Linked DNA regions of Capra hircus: region 1 is linked to region 2. The links are chromatin contacts, called in public Hi-C maps. All regions are on one chromosome and are shown on one strand. The core of a region is the stretch at or near the end of the contact, and the rest is flanking DNA. Distances in the headings are between cores, read along the strand shown. Region 1 overlaps ADGRG1 (adhesion G-protein coupled receptor G1). Region 2 has its middle 21 kb from the start of ADGRG1.

Region 1 (6,000 bases), core at 1,274-3,773, 46 kb before region 2:
TTACTCACCTTCTCTGGGCCTCACTTTTGTCATCTGTAAATAGGTGTAAAAATCAAGACTATCGCGAAGGTCATTGTGAGAATTAGATGAATTGGTATCTATAGAGGATTTAGAGCAGGAACACGCTCAAGGCAGGTGCCATAGGTGTTGGCTCAGTGCCTCTGCATCCTTCCTGACCAGCTCACGCCTGCCCCTCACCCAGCCCCCTGGGCCCGTCACCGGTCCCCACTCCTACATCTTCCCTCTCAGCCTCCACGTCACCCCCTCGTGGGCCCCAGCTCAACTTCCAAAGCACCTCAACCGGAAATTCTTCGAGCATGAAATTTCCTTTCTGGGAAGACTGAAACCCCACCCAGAAAACTTCCCACCTCACAGTACGGACATGAGCCGGTCCCCAGAAGCCTCCGAGGGAAAGGAGGGCTGGACGGGGGCACCATCTACACTCTCATGAGATCCTCAGAGCCACCCTGTGAGGCTGGTCCTGCTGTTTTGCCATTTTACAGATCAGAAAACTGAGACTAGGGCAGTGGATGTTGTAAGCTTCCCCACCGGTGGAGCTAAGACACGGACCTCAGTGTCATTCCAGAGAACTCCTTGGAGAGCTGGAGCCAATAGTTTCTAGAGATTCTTGCTCCTCTGGTTTGGGGAGACCCCCAAACAAAAGGAGAGAGAAATGGTGGGTGGGTGGCAGCCAAGACCACAGGCTGTGCAGATAACTCCAGCCTGGGAGAGAGAATTTAGGGGGCCGAGTCCCCAGTAGAGGCCCCTCCCCCACCAGCCCCTTCTAGAGCAGCTGCCCTTGACCTCGGGCCTTCCGTAAACACACGCAGAGAACAAAACAATCTGGCCCAGTTTGACACAATGGGGGCCACAATCACAGAGTCCCCAGGGATCAAGGCAGAGCAGAGGGGCCAGGGCTCATCTAAGCTAAGACTCCCGGCTGCCCATCTCTCGAGCTGGCTGGGCCCAGGAGGAGATGCCCCAGCTCCAGTGCAGGCCCAGCCCTGCCCATCCTCACGGTGGGGGAGAGGGTAATGGGCAGGGGACTTATGGCTCACTTTCTCCCCTGAGGCCTGACTCACTTCCTCTGCCATCCGTTTAGAGCCACGGGTCACTGCTGGCCCAGTCCAGGCCCCTGGAAAACCCATTTCCTCAGAGGACAGAGGTGGAAGTTGAGTGGACAGGACCTTGGTGGCTCTGGGGTTAACCCTTCCCAGGCAGGCGCCTCCCCAGGAAGATGACCTAGGCCCCCAGGCATTCTCCTGCCAGTAACACACGCGTGGACCGCAGGCTTATCCATCCCCCGACTAGCCTCTTTGCCTGGATCGCCTCCCTCTTTCCATGACCCAACTCATCTTCCTAAACTCAGTGAAGACACGCCCTCCCCTTGAAGCTTTCCCTAACTGCCATCAGAATTAACTTCTGTGTTCTGATGTGGTGGGGAAGGGGGCAGTCCACAGCCTATGCTCAACCCTATATGCCCACCTTTGCCACAAGGAGTTCACATCAGAGGTGCCCAAACCCACGATGGGTCAGAAACACCCCAGGAAGTTCACTGAAATGCATTATCACAGATCCCTCCACACTGACATTCAGTATCTCTGAAAATAGCACAAAAGATTTTTTTCTTCATTCAGCAAATCAGAAGTAGCGGGGAATTTTTACCCAGTAGCTGCTATGAGCTTGATGGGTTTTTTCCCAATTTTTTTTCCTTTTTTTTCTTTTGCCAGGAGAGCAGTAGCATTAGGATGAAAACACGTGCACACATACATACAGGGTACTGTCAGGGATACATAAACGTTTTGTGATAGAATATATGTGAGGGGCTTAGCGGTAAAGAACCCACCTGCCACACAGAAGATGGGGCAGGAGCCTCGGGCTGGATCCCTGAGTTGGGAAGATTCCCTGGAGAAGGAAATGGCAGCCCACTCTAGTATTCTTCCCTGGGAAATCCCAGGGACAGAGGAGCTTGGTGGGCTACAGTCCGTGGGGTCCCAAAAGAGCTGCACTGAGTGACTAAACAATAACGGAGTGTGAGGGGCAGATGCTCCAGGTCTGGTGTGGGGCTTGGGAGTCCAGCTTGACCAGGCAGCCCGTTGACCAACACTCTGCGGGCATAGAACCACTGGCTTACAAGGCTGGGATACCATCAGGGGCCCTGTCTTACAGAGTCAGAGGTGGGTGGGGCCCGGCCCCAGATCACTTGGGTGGTAAATGGTTCGCTCTGGACGGGAGCCAGGGCAGCTTGCCTCCCCCGTGGCGTCTCGTCTCCACCTCAGTGGTGGTGAGGATGAATCACAGTCCTGGGTGGCTCACCTAGCATTTATCAGGGTGCCTGGGACCTTTAAGCACAGCTGGGAGCAGGGGTGTGTGTGGGGAGGGGAGCCCCTGCCCCAGCGGGTCTCCAGGTGTGAGCCTGGTCCTGCCCTCCTGCAGGGAGAGCCAGCAGTGGGAAGACCCAGCCCAGCTTCCCAGCTCCAGCCCTCATCTTCAGCTGCTGGTCAGGGTCGGGGACGGTGGGGACAACAGACGGGGGACAACATGGAGATGCTGGCTCCCCCTCCCCCAGCCCTGGACAGAGGGCCTTAGGAGAGAAGGGTTTGGCCAAGAGAGGGGTGGGTGAGCATGAAGTCCTTGAGGGAAGGACACATGAGGTGTGCGTGCTCTTGTGTGCGGGTGTGTAGGGGAGCGAGGAGGGACGTTAGAGCAGAGCAGAGGGGGTGGGGTGGGGGGCTGAGAGGACCCTCCACCAGCCCTTTCCAAACTCTCATAAACGCAGTCTAACTTAGAAACACCATGTACCCGACAAACAAAGGCAGCGCCCCCACCAGACCCCGGTGGGACCCCTGACCATACCTCACTCTCAGCCAGGCCCCCAGCCCCTCAGCAGAGCCTGGGGCTCCAGGGGGCACTGCTTGCAAACATGGAGCCCGTCTCTCCCCGCCCTCAGTCACAGGCTGGGGGACTGAAGCCCAAGCTAGGTGGCCACACAGAACTCCCCCCAGGAAGGGTGTTCTGGCCTGGCCAGGGAAAACAGAGTGACTTCAGGTTCCAGGAATTTTTCTACAATTAAAAAGAATAAAAATTAAGCTAGCTGCCTGCCTCCCGGAGGCCGGCGGGTGCCAAGGCCTTGCCGGCTCACTGCCCAGGATGAGTCCCACGTTCTGGAGCACTGCCCCACCAGCGTGGGCCCTGCCGCCCCATGGCTTCTGTCCAGCAGGTCCCCGGGCCACGGCTCCCTCCGCATGCCCAGACGAGCCCCGGCCCTGGGGGGAGACCGAGGAAGGGCAGGAGAGGGGCACCTGCGCAGATGAGAGGACGCCGGGTTCCCCCGAGAGCCCGTTATCCAGAGCCACCCACCCTGCCACCTGCTTTATCTGCAATCAGAGTGTTTGCTCAAGAGGCCTCAGAGGCCAGCACACCATCACGAGAGATGAGCCTGGGCTTGAGTGTTCCCTCCTCCAAACCTCTGCACACACCGGTCCTCCCCCCTGGATGCCAACCTTGTGCCATATCTGTAAAGGTCTAACTTAGAAACGCCATGTACTTGACAAACAAAGGAGGTGCCCCCACCAGACCCCAGTGGGGTCCCGGACCATACACTGGCCTTCAGCCTCCACATCCTCCCCCGACTGCCCTGCACTCCAGCCTCGCAGTGCCTGGCAGAACAGCAGACCACGAGTGGGAATAAACAGAGGTCTAGCTGGCACAGCAAAAGGGAGCTGGAATCCAAGAAGGGGAGCAGGAGATGACAGTTCCCATTTAGCGATCACTCACTTGGTGCCCAAAACTGCGCAAGGCACTTTTCACAAATGGTCGTTCAATCCCACCTTAACTCTATAAAGCAAATACTATTATTGCCCCAACGTAAAAAGGAAATGGAAATCCAAAAAGGCTAAGTGATGCCCAGGCAAGTAAGTAGCCAAGCCAGGATTCAGACTTTAGTCCACCAAACCTCAAAGCCCGTGATTTCAGCCATTACGGTCACCAGAGCCCCTTCCTTCCCTTCTCTGGAACTATCTCCCTGACTTTACCATGAGGTAACTTTGCCAAGCACTTCCTAAGAAGCTGTGTGTGTTTAGTCACTTAGTCATGTCTGACTCTTTGCAAGCTCATGGACTGTAGCCCATCAGGCTCCTCTGTCCGTGGGATTCTCCAGGCAAGAACACTGGAGTGGGTTGCCATTCCTTTCTCCAGAGGATGGATCTTCCTGACCCAGGGATCGAACCCAGGTCTCCTGTACTGCAAGCAGATTTTTTACTATATGAGCGACAGGGAAGTTCCTCCCTAAGAAGCACTAGTTCCCAAGCTAGAGAAATACTGCAGGTCCTACTTGGTCATATGAATTAACATATCAAAGGCTCTGATAAGTCCTGCAGAAAGAAAATCCACAGAGCTTGGTTGGGCTTAGTTTCCCAGCCCAGTGTGATGGTGCGAGCTTTTTTTTTTTTTTTTTTTTGCAGAACACCTGTTACCAATGTGAAACGAGGAGCGCTCGGAAATCTTGACACCACGCAGATAAGAAAACTGTCAGCATTCTCCCTCCCAGCCTCCAGCTGCCTCCCCTCCCCTCCCCTCTGAGCTGTCCCAAAGGCCATTAACTAGCAGGAGATGGGCTACAGGAGCCATTTAGGCTGTGATGTTCCCCAGGGCGACTCATCACCATCTTTGACACTTCCAGGCCAGAGGTCCTGGGGGAACCTGGGGTAATGGCAGCCCCATCGCACCTCCCTTTGGCCGGCAGCACCAGCTCTTGGAGAAAGGGGCAGTGCCAGCCGTGTTTCTGGATTGCCATTAAAGTCAACCGCAGTCACCTCAAGCAGTAGACACTTGGAATGCTGAGACTGAAAGGGAATGAGGGAGGAGCAGAGAGAGAAAAAGAAAGAGAGAAAAGTGATGGGGAGGCAAGAGCTTTCAGAAGCTGAGAATCACAACCTTTTTGGAATCGGAGTGAGGATGGAAAAAATCTAGAACCTCAGAGAAGGGGAGGGATTAGGAAGGTCTGGGTCTGGCCCAGTTTAGGGGTGGTGTTCAGACAGCAGGACCTGTCATGAGCAGTCCTGGGACAGTGGCCCCAGCCCTGAACAGCTCCATGCCCCTGGGGCAGCCTGCAACCCACATGCAGGGCTCCCCACAGCCCTCCCCACAAGGAGCAGCTGAAGCTGGGCCTCAGGGCCCTCGCCAGTCAGCACCTGCCCAGGGAATGCACCCTCCCAGAGTGGGGGTGGCAGGAGTTAGACACACGTGTGTGTTAATCGCTCAGTCACATCCCACTCTTTGGAACACCACGGACTGTAGCCTGCCAGGCTCCTCTGTCCATGGGATTTCCTAGGCAAGAATACTAGAGTGGGTTGCCATTCCCTTCTCCAGGGTATCTTCCTAACCCAGGGATTGAACCTGGGTCTCCTGCATTGCAGGCAGATTCTTTACCACCTGAGACATCAGAGAAGCCCATAGGGTCCTGAACTAGCGCCACACCTACCTGGTCCTAGGACCTTTGTAGCACCCAGTCCCCTCTTTGGGCCTCAGCTTCCTCCTCTACTGAGGAGGTGACAAGATCCCTGTCCCCCCGTCTGTCTTCTTCATAGACCAGAGCCCCGGGTTGCTTCTAGGGAAGGGAAGGGCTTACCTCCCGGCTGACAGCGAGCGGACAGGAAAACAGCGCTGGCCATCTCATCCTCCTGCCCAGCCTGTCTTCCCTCTCAAACCACAGACGGACCTCAGCCGTCTGGCTGCAGTTTCCCTTCTGCATCTGTGTTCCCAAACTGGCCAAGGCCAGGCATACAAGGTCAGCCCAGTTACCTCCCTGTTCATTTTTTGGGGGCTGTGTTTCAGTTCTTTGGGGACTTGGCAGAACGCCCACCTTTGGAGCATAGGACCCCTTAGCATTCCCAAGGTCAGCTGCCAGCCCTCCCTTTCTTTTCTCCTCCTCCGGGTCCCAGATCCCTGGCTGAGGGGCAAGCCGGACACACAGCCAGGCATCCTCCCCGACAGGAGCTG
Region 2 (6,320 bases), core at 1,798-4,297:
CAAGCAACAAAGACTCAGCACAGAGAAAAATAAAAAATTATAAAAAATAATCTTCACATTCTATTGTAATACTTCTATAGTTTTTTATAGAAGAAGAAGTTTTTTATAGTGGCTGGGTCATATGCTTGGATTACTGTGATATTGGATGGTTTGCCCTGGAAACTAACAGAGATCATTCTTTAAATTTTGAGATGGCACCCAAGTACTGCAATTTGGTACTTGGTACTTGCAGAGTTCCAAAGAATAGCAAGGAGAGATAAGAAAACCTTCCTAAGTGATCAATGCAAAGAAATAGAGGAAAACAATACAATGGGAAAGACTAGCACTAAGCGCTGGAGAAGGCAATGGCACCCCACTCCAGTACTCTTGCCTGGAGAATCCCATGGACGGAGGAGCCTGGTCGGCTGCAGTCCATGGGGTCACTAAGGGTCGGACATGACTAAGCGACTTCACTTTCACTTTTCACTTTCCTGCATTGGAGAAGGAAATGGCAACCCACTCCAGTGTTCTTGCCTGGAGAATCCCAGGGAAGGGGGAGCCTGGTGGGCTGCCGTCTATGGGGTCGCACAGTCGGACACGACTGAAGTGACTTAGCAGTATAGTTTTTTATAACATTTAATCCATTCATCTTTAATCTAACTGGAGTGTTTGTATGTGTGCATATGGTATGAGGTAGGGATCTAATTTTATTTCCTTCTAAATGGAGAGCCAATTCTCCCAACAATCAGTTGTGATGTCCCTTTGCCAAATGTAACTCTCTGACTTTCTAAACACCCTTGTTGTGATCAGCACATGGCAGAACTCTGTAAATGCTGATTTGTGGGAGCAACCAAAATAATAGCTCAGTGAGACCAGCATATTCTATCACACAGCAAAGCACAGGTCTCAGAATTTAGAACTAGCAGTGAATACAAGGGGTTCCCAATATAAGTGAATACTTGTGGCTTTGGTTTTTATTGTTTTCAAACCGGCTTTATCTCCCTGCAGAAAATCTCCACACTTTAAGTGTACAAGTCAATTACTTGACAGGCGTGCCCACTTGTGCAGCAAACACCTCAGTCAAGATACAGAGCATTTTCATCTTTCTAGAAACTTCCTTCATGCTCCTTTGCAGGCAACCTCCCCGCCACTTCCACCCCAGGCAACCATGATGCTAAACTGTGAGTGTGTGTAGTACACTGATAACATTTTCAAAGAAATAAATAACCTCGCTGCAGCACGAGTCTGTTGGCTGAGGAAGAAGGCCAACTTCCCCTCCGGGAAAGGACTACTCTCTTGAGACTGACAAATACCTCCCCGGACCTGTTTGGTTAAGAAGGGGGCAAGGGTTACCCAGGCTAGGTATCCCCCACTCAAGAAGGCAAGTTTGTTCTCACAGTTTTTTCCAAGTCCAGAAATTAAATCTGCCAAATTTTTACTTAATATTTTAGATTGATGGATCTTTTTAAACTTAATTCAAATGATTTCTTTTAAAAGAAAACACAGTATCCTGTGTTAAATGACCAGGGTCACATGCCATAATTAATGAAAAGCTATCCATTAGACTAATATTAAACCTGATCTCCCTTGGGACTTTCCTGGTGGTCCAGTTAAGAATTCTCCTGCCAATGCAAGGGACATGGGTTTGATCCCTAGTCTGGGAGGATCCCGTGTGCCATGAGGCAACTGAACCTTGTACTCTAGAACATGCGAGCTACAACTACTGATCCCACACACCACAACTACTAAGCCCTCATGCCCAGAGCCTGTGATCCACAAGAGAAGCCACTGCCGAGAGAAGGCCATGTACTGCAATGAAGAGAAGCCCCCATTCACAACTAGAGAAAGCCCACGTGAAGCAACCAAGACCCAGTGCAGCCAAAGACAAATATAAAAAATAAATTCATTTCCCTGTGCCATCTAAAATTCCATTCCAATTGCCTCTTATGGAGAGCGCTGCAGACAGAGAATAGAGAAGTGAGCTGCAGAGGAAGAATCCAGATCTTGAGAATGGAGGCTGGTGGTTTGGGGGGCAGGAGAGTGGCTGGCAGGGTGGACACGTGGCGGGGGGGACAAGCCAGCCTTTGCGTGTTTCAGGACCTAAGGGCTCCTCTTGCACTGAAACAGTGGAATTGCTTTAGGAAAAGACCTGAGTCCACATACCCACTTCCTGCAAGCCTGCGACAGTTTCTTAGCTCACAGGTTCTGAGACCTTCCATCCATAAAGGGAAACATGTATTTTCGGGACCACTCAAGGAGAAAATACCTTTGGAATCAGACAGGCTGGGATCCATTTGTACTTATTAATAGTTACATGTCCTTGGAGAAGAGAATCATCTTTCAGAGCCTCAATTTTCCCACCTGTAAAATGGGCATAATAATAGTACCTTATTCAGGTGGCTCTAGTTTTAAAGAACCCACCCGCCAATGCAGAACATATGAGACACGGGTTCGATCTTTGAGCCAGGAAGATCCCCTGGAGGAAGGCACAGCAACCCACTTCAGTATTCTTGCCTAGAGAATCCTCAAGACAGAGGAGCCTGGCAGGCCATAGTCCGTGGGGTTGCAAAGAGTCAGATACGACTGAACGACTAACACTTTCATATTGTAAGGACCAAATCTGGTGGGATTTGCAAAGCACACAGCTTGGCACAGAGCAGACTCTCTATCAGTGAGAAGCAGTTATTCTATATCCCCCCCAAGGATCTTGGAGGATTCAAACCACTGATATCATCAGCCTTTGCCTGAGTGATGAAGTGGTTAATGAAATCAGTCCTTCCTGAAAGAAGCGGCTCTGGGAGTCACCAGTTTTATTAATGAATTGCTCGCTAAAGTTCTTCCTGTTTTGCTGACAGGCGCAATTAACTGCCTGCAGGCTGGTGGCCCTAACTAAATGATAACCAATTTGAGGGTTGGCCTGGAGGCAGGATATGAGTGTGTGGGAGCCCAGGCCTCAGGAGTGGGGGTTGTAGCACCTGCTTCAAAATCACCACAGCCAAGGCCTCTTCCCAGGTCTGGCTCCCTCTGAGCGTGGAGGCCTGGGGCCTGCGAGGGCTGGGGAGCTGCCTCTAGCCCCTGAGGCCCAGCAGCAGGGGATGTCGGTGAGTGGGAATTACTTTCTGCACTGACAGCTGCATCAGGCCCCGGGTGATTATCTCAGGGAATCCTCCCAGCCCTGTCGCATTGGTGTTGCCACTCTCCTCGTGCACAGATGAGTAGCCTTGAGGCTCAGAGAGGTCAGACAGTAGGCGGTCAGGGCACTCAGTGCTGCCTTTCCCCCGTGGTGGGGTTGGGTGGAGGCCCTAGAGTCCACACACTAGGAGGGACAGTCACACTTTTGCCTGACGGTCAGGTCATGTGGGGCCTTGGAGACTTATCTGTGCTGTCTCTGGTCCCATTTCACTGATGTGAGACTGAGGCCCAGAGAGGGACAGGGACTGGCTTGAACCAGAGTCAGAAGCCAGGGCCTAGATGTCCTGCCCCAGCTCAGGGAAGACAAGACTGAGTAGGGCCCTGTGCCTGCCTGGGGCCCCCCAGCCAGAGAGCTGATGTGAATTCTCACCCGTCAGTTGTCCGTCCCTTCCCCCACCCCCCAACCCTGACCCATGGGAAGCTATTACCCAAGTCGGTGTCTGGGTAACACCTTCCTAAGTGTTATAAGTGGTAGATGCGGCTGGTTTGAGGCTGCAAGTTCTCAAGCTTCTGGGTTCCTGGAAGGCAGCTCTCATGACCCACTGCACATCCTCCCAGCCCGCTTGGATCCTTGAATCACCTCAGCAATTGCAACCCCCCCAAAATCTCCCAGAACAAACCATGGAGCTTTGTTCGAACACCCTTCGCTCGTCAGATAGAGCTGGAGGCAGAGGGATGACTGGTCTTTCCTCCTGGTTTGCCAATGGGGAAACCAAAGCCCGGAGAGGGAACAGACCAGGCCACAGTCACACAGCCAGTCCGAGGGAGCAGAGGTGTGGCTGGAGGGCTGGGACCCTGAGTGGGCCTCTCCAGGTTAAGGAGATGGTGGCCTGCTGGGCTGCTTTGTGGAATCCCTGCCCTCTCTGGGCCTCAGTTTCTCACCTCTAAACTGAAGGGTGGCAAGAGATTAAAAGAGCAAATGCTACAGTAATATTGTGTTTATTATTAAGTTGACCTGGAGAGGTGCGTGAGACCTCATCCCATTTTGAAAAGATTTTATAGAGCCTCTTATGTTGCAGGCACTCTCTCAAGGGCATTGCAATTATTGGCTAGTCAATTCTCCTATCAACTCTATAAGCTGGTTACTATTATGCCCATCCCATATTGCAGATCTGTTGGCTCAGGCCAGGAGAGGTTTGGCAGCTTCCTGGGTTGCATAACTCGTATGGTAGGGAGCTGCGACTTCTGCCCAGTCAGCCGTGTCATCAGGAACAGCACCAGGCTCATTTCACCAGCCATCCACGGAGGAGGCAGCAGGAGGTCCTTACGGTGGCAGTCTGGGGACAAGTGGGCAGAGGTGAGGTCACTGAGAGACGTGCCAGGAACTGAGGAGTCAGGCTCCGCTTTCCTGCCTCCGTGAGGCATCTGATCTTTTGCTGAGTTCTGCTGGCTGTATCTGACTCACTTCTGCTCACTCTGTCTCAGAGGATGCTAGCACCCTGGCCATGGTACACTACAGTGCAGACAAGAGGTAGGCTGGATGCGTGCAGACACTGACATCCTTATAAAGAGAAGATTTTCTCCGATGCGACCCAACACAAAACGTCCCCTCAGACCCCCCCAACACAGTAGATCTGAAACTGATCTTGAGATTTTTGTTTTCAGCAGTGGCAGACTTCTTTTTACCTCTGAACACAGTTTAAAATGTTGAGTTTAAAAAAAAAATTTAATTGAAGAGCTAGAAAGATTGCGGGGAAGCAGCAGGCTAAATCTGAGGAGAAAATATCACCCCAGAGAAGTAAACAACATGACAGAAGCACCAAAGCCACTTCCGTACGAAAGGTATTGACAGATACCACCCACTTGGGCTTCAGTCTGGGGGCCTTCAGAGGGAGCAGGACAGAAGTAAAGGCCGAAGACCAGTCCAGGGAGGGGAGACATAAAGCAGACCCTTCCCATGTAGGTTGGGACCCCCTCCTCGAGAAAAAGGTAAACCAGAACTGAATCACGCCCCTCCCCTTGGCCCCAGAAAGCAACTTGGGATCGAGAAGAGCAGAAGCAAGGGGAGGGGCCCATTCTGAGAACAAGAGCTGTAGACTGGCGGGCACACACTTGTCGCCCCGGGCACAACAGACAGGGGCAGACCAGGGGCCTCAAGCTGTGAATTCGACTGATGTTTTTCCGTCTGTAAGCGTCCCAACTGCCTATCAGAGACAAATACAAGAAGGGCAAGGTGGCTGGGAAGGGATGGAGTGGGAGGTTGGGGTTGCAGATGTAATCTATTAAATATAGAATGGAAAAATGACAAGGTCCTACTGTATAGTGCAGAGAACTGTATTCAAGACCCTTTGATAAACCATGATGGAGAAGAGTTTTTAGAAAGGGTGTTTACATATGTATAACTGGACCACTTTGCTGTACATCAGAAATTAACACAACGCTGTAAATCAACTATGATAGGGCCCTCATGGGGTCTCACTGATAAGATGGCTCATTACGTCAACCTCGCAAACAAAGAATAAAATCACAGTGATCCTCTTGACTGACCAAACCTCCCAAATGACATGCTGTTTTCTCACTGGCGCCTATCTTCTCAAAGTTGCGAGATCACCAGATTCCAGACATCCGGCTCCGTGACCATCCGTTCAGAGAGTTTTTCATTATTGGCTATAAGAAGGACCCACCCTGTCAGAAAGGGAGGATGCTTGGTCTCCTTAAGAGCCAGTCACCCTCTCTTTTCCCTCTAATAAATTTCCCTTTTCTTGCCTGACTGCCCAGCTAGCTCTGTTTCTCTCTGCACTCACCTTACAAACTAAATTTTTTTTAATATTAATAATTAAAAAAAGAAAGAAATACAAGGCTGGAGGGGAACACATCCATTCCTTGAGGGAAGTTCCACAATAATTTTTCGAAGCCAATGGCCATAACCAGGTCAAAGATGACAAACTACACAAAGACAAGGGGGAGTGTAAGACAGAATCAGCAGCAACAGATCTGTGGTTACTGCAGATATTTTAATGATCAGAAAAGAGGATTAGAGAACTATTTTTACTATATTCTACAAAAATGATCAACAAGCTGAAAATAGCTTCAGGGAATAGTAAACTATAGAAAGTGGCATAGCACATTTTTTAAAGAGCCAAAGGAAACTTCTAGAAACTTGAAGATGGATCAGAAGAAATTATTGAGAATGTACTCCATAAAGACAA

Evidence for each region. Hi-C and Micro-C count contacts between places; a contact is called where the count stands out from the background.
Region 1: a contact with region 2 is called in a Hi-C map of blood, with 3 times the contacts expected there. The contact joins two enhancer-like sites. A contact is called at or near these places in 2 of 5 Hi-C or Micro-C datasets (both in blood).

Annotation. Positions count from the first base shown.
Region 1 is chr18:26,966,739-26,972,738 of ARS1.2, reverse strand. The region is part of intron 1 of ADGRG1 (adhesion G-protein coupled receptor G1); the gene reads right to left. Among named protein-coding and RNA genes, the nearest start is that of ADGRG3, 24 kb to the left of the region's middle. Within about 2 kb of position 2,523, at least 3 of the 5 cell types and tissues checked have an H3K27ac peak or open chromatin away from gene starts, as enhancers often do.
Region 2 is chr18:26,921,023-26,927,342 of ARS1.2, reverse strand. No RefSeq gene overlaps it. Among named protein-coding and RNA genes, the nearest start is that of ADGRG1, 21 kb to the left of the region's middle. Within about 2 kb of position 3,047, at least 1 of the 5 cell types and tissues checked has an H3K27ac peak or open chromatin away from gene starts, as enhancers often do.